2 separate regions of the Sus scrofa genome follow, and region 1 is linked to region 2. The links are chromatin contacts, called in public Hi-C maps. All regions are on one chromosome and are shown on one strand. Each heading gives the region's core, a stretch centred on a gene start, on an enhancer-like site or on the middle of the called end of the contact. The rest is flanking DNA. Distances are from core to core; before and after follow the strand shown. Region 1 holds the start of RAI14 (retinoic acid induced 14). Region 2 has its middle 100 kb from the start of RAI14.

What was found. A called contact is a pair of places that touch in the nucleus more often than the background predicts.
Region 1: a contact with region 2 is called in a Hi-C map of alveolar macrophages, with 1.9 times the contacts expected there. The contact joins the promoter of RAI14 here to the enhancer-like site in region 2. A contact is called at or near these places in 6 of 47 Hi-C or Micro-C datasets (alveolar macrophages, embryonic fibroblasts, epiblast stem cells and 1 more).

What each region holds. Positions count from the first base shown.
Region 1 is chr16:20,267,413-20,270,289 of Sscrofa11.1, forward strand. It overlaps RAI14 (retinoic acid induced 14), which reads left to right and starts at 1,316. Exons shown (of 20, transcript NM_001128462.1): 1 at 1,316-1,420.
Region 2 is chr16:20,165,665-20,168,756 of Sscrofa11.1, forward strand. No RefSeq gene overlaps it. Among named protein-coding and RNA genes, the nearest start is that of RAI14, 100 kb to the right of the region's middle. Within about 2 kb of position 1,552, at least 18 of the 83 cell types and tissues checked have an H3K27ac peak or open chromatin away from gene starts, as enhancers often do. A contact at or near this core is called in alveolar macrophages, where this site is marked.

The sequences.
Region 1 (2,877 bases), core at 66-2,565, 100 kb after region 2:
GGGAAGGCCATGCAACTAGTCACACACCTTCTGCTCTCTGCTAAGTCACCTGTTAAAGCTAAGACAGGCTGTCCCCTTGGCTTGGTGGTGGGTGGGTGATGAGGGGGTACAGATAACGTCTGTCTCCAAGTCCTAAAGATCTGGCCGAGACATTGTAAATTGACCTCTGGCAAGGAGAATTTCATTTTTGTTGGAATTGCTTTTTTAAAGAAGTTCAATTGATTTAGAGTGGATCTCACCAGAAAAGGTCTCATACTGCTTATTTATTCAAGAAGCTGTCTGCCCTCAGCAAAGGATGTAGAGTTAACAGGGAAAGCACAGGGGTTTTGGAGAAAAAAGACTTTTTAAGCCATAGCTGGTTAGCTTGACCAATGAGTGGCAAAGCTGATCCAAATTAAGTGAGAGGTAGAGAGGTTTGCAATCCCTGGAATTAAAGGAGGAGTCTGTCACCATTCAAACGCCAGGCTCAGCAGCTGGGGAAAGAAGAAACTCTCGAGGGATGTGTGTGTGTAAGAAACTCTCGAGGGGCGTGTGTGTGTGTGTGTGTGTGTGTGTAAAGAAGAAACTCTGGAGGTGTGTGTGTGTGTGGCCAGCCCCCTTTGCATCCCAGACCTCGCAGGGCGGGCATTCCCAGAGGTGTCGCTCAGTTCAGGCTGTCGGTTTCTCCTTCCCAGCGCCTGGGCAACACAACGCTGGGAGTCTTCTCCTGCCACCTGAGGAGTGTTTGGAACAGTCACTCCAACCAACTGGTTCAGTCCAGAGAATATGAGCGTATTCTAGTTTACTTTCTGTTCAAGAATTTTGGAGAAAACAACCGACTTAAAGGAGCTCGGATGAGTGACTTTACAACACCCCCACGACCACAAACGACTTTGGACATTAACCAGAAAGGAAGACTATTCAGGATCTCATCCGTCTTAAACCCGGTGGTTTCCATTAACTTCAGGTGATGAGGCTCAAACAGATCCACGGGGGAGGGTCCCACGATCTGGGGAAAACTGAAAGCAAGCCGCGGACGCCACGGCGCGCGGGCCTGAGGAGGGGGCGGCCGCCGGGCGGGAGCACCTCCAGCAGGTCCCGGCCGGAGCGCGGGGCCGGATCACCTGACTCGCGGAATTTGGGGCCGCGCGGGGGGGAAGGGGAGGGGAATGGTTAGCACCTCCCTCCCCGCTCCCGCGGGATCCGGGTCGGCGGGGGCCGGCGCCGGGCGGCCACGTGGTGGTGCTGCCGCTGCCCCCGCCCCGCCGGCCCAGCCCGGGAGCCGCGGCGCCCACTGACCCCCGCAGCGGGGGAGGAGGAGGAGGGACCGAGGCGCAGGAAGCCGAGCAGGAAGCGAGCCCGGCGGCCGCGTTTTCCTGGGGAAGCGGCGGGCGGGGTGGCGCAGCCAGCGGGGCCCGGGAGCCGCCGCCGTCTCGATGGGGTGAGTTCGCGGCGCTGAGAGTTGGGAAGCTCCCGGGAGCGGGGTCCTCGGCTACGGTCCCCGCCTTTGTGTCTGGGACTCGGATGAGGGAGGCGGCGAGGAGGCGCGGACGGCGCGCCGGGCAGAGGGGCTTGGCGGGGTGGCTGCGAGGGTCCCGTCACCGCTCTCTTGTCCCCGCCGGCCGCCAACTGTCTGCCGAGGACAGATTGAGAAACAGAGGAAGAGGAGGATGGTGGGGGGTCAGAGTAGAGAGGGAGGACGAGCCAAGTTGGGAGAGGGGTCCTCTCCTACCGGCCCCCGCGACTCGTAGGCCGGCTGAGGCAAGGGTGGTTGCGGAGGGAGCGCGGGTGGGAATGAATGACCAGCCCCCGGCAGGGCGTTCTGGCTGCGCCCAGTCAGCTCCCTGTCCCACCTGCCTGGCCGGTCCGGCGCCTGACTCCCCCGGGTCCCCGCTTCTGGACTCGACGCGCCTCCGCGCTGAACTTGGAGGAGGTGGGAGGAAGGCGCGAGCGGGAGACTCGGCGGGCTGGGGCGGCCGAGGGTCCGCTATTGTTCCTTTTCTGACTTCAGGAGCCCTCAGCTGGTGCAAGGGTGCAGGCGACGCCGCTCCGGGCGCGGGACTGACCCCCGCTCCCGGTTCTTCTTGTCCTTTTCCCTAGCGCAGCTCCGAGAAGGGCTGGGAGGAAAGATGCTGGAGTTCGGGCCGACTCCGAGTAGCTGGGACTTGGGGAGGAGGGAGGATGTGGAGCCGAGAGAAGGGCTCCCGCCCGCCATCCACTCCAACCTCTGCTCTGCAGGGTGGGTACCCTCCCTAACCCACCCTCTCTTCAGTGCTGGCTTGGGCAGGTTTTTGTGTCTGTTGTTTAGTTTCTGCAGTTTGCAGAGTTCATCTGCTAACCCCTAGCTGACGCTTTCCTTTGCGTTTGGACCTCGTACCCCGCTTTTGTGAAGAGGGGTAGGCTCAGAGCCGGGAGAGGCTGCAGACAGACTCCATCCAGGCAGACGGAGCCCACGGTAAAGTGGAGACGTTACAAGTGACCTCGCAGCACCTGGGCTGTATAGCCAAGCTTGCGCTTCTCCAAGGAGCCCAGCTCAGGGAAACTTTGTTTCCAACGATTGGGGCAAATCTGCGGACTCAAGGCCGCTCACCTGGACCTCGCGGGTTCCTTTGGCCGCAGGGTCACAGGTGATTTAGTTTGGTCTCTGTTTTCCTTCCAAGGGAGGAGACTATTAAGCGCCCTGGGATGATGGGACCATTGCCAGTTCTCTGGAGAATGTGATCTCAAGACCTGCAGGGCCTGGCAGAGGGAGGAATTGCCTTTATGGATCAGTAAGACAGAAGCTCATCTTAGCCATTAGAGTCTCACCTCTAAGGTTTGAACATAGTTGGAGAAGAGTACATCACAGGGAGGCTGCATTTTGATTGCTCTGACCCCAGCCTGAAGAGTCCTGTTTAC
Region 2 (3,092 bases), core at 302-2,801:
CCTGAGCAAGTTTCTTTCTTTTTTCGGTCTTTTTAACTTTTCTAGGGCTGCTCCCGCAGTATATGGAGTTCCCAGGCTAGGGGTCTACTTGGAGCTGTGGCCATTGGTCTACACCAGAGCCACAGCAATGCGGGATCTGAGCTGCATCTGCAACCTACAACACAACTCAACGGCAATGCCAGATCCTCAACCCACTGAGCAAGGCTAGGGACCGAACCAGCAACCTCATGGTTCCTAGTCGGATTCGTTAACCACTCTGCCACAACGGCAACTCCCCAAGCAAGTTTCTTAATGTCTCTGTGTTGCTGTTTACTCATCTGTAAAAGGCGGGCTAATAGTAGTACTTTCCTCCTGCTGTGAAAATTCTAAGAGTCGATTTACCTAGAATCCTCGGACTAGTGAGTGACACACCAAAGAAGTGTTCCCTGTTTCATTACTGTTGCTGTCATTATTACCCTGAGGAACATGGGCTTTGATGTGGGGACAGCCACGGCTCACTGACGTGAGCACAGCTCCTTCTCTTAATAACTGCAGCCTTGGGCAAGTTGCTTCAACGGAGTGCCTCAGTTTCCCCATCTCTAAAATAGGAGTGATAACCAGCTATAATGGAAAAAAATAAAAATCACAAAAAGTAAATAGATAAAATAGGAGTGATAATAGTACCTTCCTCCTGGTGTTGCTGTGAGAACTGACAGGGATCAGACATTCCCGGCGCTAATTAGGAAGGTGACTGGCCCCTGGTAAGCACTTAGCAAACGTGTGCTGTTGTCACCCTGCATTTAAATGCCTTCAGCCCTATCACCACGCGCAATTATTAATACTTACTGTGTGTGCGCGATGACTGAGGCTCTGTGCTAGCACCTTGGGGAATACTGGCAAGATTAGGGCTAGAAGAGACCTAGGAGGTTCTGTCCAACTTTGTTCCTCGTTAGAGTTTAACTCCGAGCTCTGAGCCTCTACATCTTCATCAGCCGAAAGAGACAGGACCCATCTGCCAGCTCCCAGAAGAAGCAAAATTGGCAGCAACTCAAAAACAGCAAGATTGACTGGGAGGAGGATGCGTGTTGTCCCTCAAAAGTGGCTGGGTTTACTGGCAGCGAGCAACTAATTACTCGAAAAATCTGTGGGAAGGCAGAGCGCTTAGTATCTGCAGAGCAGGGAGAGAACCGCATGCAGTGAGAAAATGTCAACTCCGTATGGGGTGGGAAGTACGTTGGTATCAGGCAAGCTGTTCTCCATCCTAAACAGTCCTGCTGGGTGAGACTTAGTGGGCGTTCTAGGGAGCCACGGAAGGAAGTTTTTTTACTTTGCTGCCTTTTTTTTTTTTTTTACTCCAAGTACTGCTGTGAGTTAGCATATGGCATCTCAGTCCTATGAATGAACTGCAATTTGTATTTGTAATGGCTACAGTTCGAAGTGATCTATTTGGGAAAGAAGGAAAAAAAATTACGGAATATGATAGAGACCTGGGTGTCTTTAAAGGGAACCAACAGCCTTCAGGGGCCTGGAAAACAAGCTCTGACATTTAGATGGCTTGCCAAAAGTTATCCCAAGCCATCCATCTCCACGGTTCCACTTCAACGCTTGGCAACAGCGGGAGTGAGGCAGCGCCTCTACCGTCCTCAGGCTTCTGCGGTTCCAATGATGACATCATCTGTTACTGCGTTCCCCTTTTCTAATAATGGAAATCAGACTTGGAAAATCACCATCACTCAGAATCAGCTACTTAGTCAAAGCCCTCTGTCCCATCTATAAATTTACACAAGCTGTTCCTCAACTTTAAAAATTATATCTTTTAAAAGAGTGAACTGGAATGGAGTGGTATAGACAGAAACAAGAATATACCCAGAAACATCAATCCAGAATGCCTTTGGCTTTCATGTGAAACCTTCTCTGCCTAAGTGAAATCCTTCATAAAAGCCTCACGTTTCCACCCAAGCGTCCTAGATGATCAGACCTACTGGGTTGTTTTCTGTTTTGTTTTGTTTTAATCTGGAAATTATTGTTTCTCATCTTGTGAGAGAATGCACTTAAAAACTAATGCTCACTCTCCTCTTGGGGAATTAAAAAGACAAAGTCAGTGTGGCCTGGATCATTTCCCCCATTAAATTAATTAAACAAGGAGGCCATTAGATTACAAGAGCTCTAATGCCTTCACAGCCTATGTAAGCAAACCAAGAGGAAGCCTGTAAATGCCACAAGGTTATGAAATAGAAACCCAAGGACAACCAATCACAACCAGCCGACTGGGCTTTCCCAAATAAGGCAACTGCTTAGGCTGTAGCCAATCAAATCATTTCCTTGGTTTGCTTCATGAGTCTTCGCTGTAAGGCTTGCTCCAGCTCCCTTGGGTGGATAGCCATTAAACACTTCCGGTTTGGCACTGCCAATTGGAATTGAAGTTTGCTCTATCAAATAAATGCTTTAAAATGTTAAGATATCCCAGGCTATCTTTTAACACTGCCCTTCCCCCGAAAAAATAGATGCGAAGGAAGGTGAAGACCATGGGACCATAGGTGTCTCCAGCCTGACACTCTGTATGCCACTCCAAGTGACCGCATCCATTGAAATGGAATGGAATTTAATTCAGTATCCTCCAGAGTGGACGGCATCCATTTCCAACACCAATGTCTAAATACTGATTCATTCATTTGTTTAAGAAATGTCTACCACATACGCACTCTGTCCTAGGCACCAGACAATGACGGCAAATCAGACTTGACTGCTCTTCTGTAATAAATAGAAAGGTATGTCAGGACGAAATGAATGTTTTTCTTCTCTGGTATTAAAACCCATTGGTCAACAGGTGCTTGAATGGATCTTTTACCCACACATGATTTTGTAACATCATGCAAAAGTCATTTGGAAAATTTTGATCTTTGAAAGGTTGATACATTTTATTATACAGCATCAACATCGTGCCTCCTAGAATAGGTTCTAGGTTCCCCAGTACCTGACAGTCATTGTTAATGGCTATAGGAAGCATTTGTTCCTATTTTTTTGGGCAGCTCAGCATCTGAACTGTTCTTCAAGATTAGTGGCTGCCCCTCTTGCTATGTTTTAGTAAGAAGCAAACACCCCTCCTCAATGCC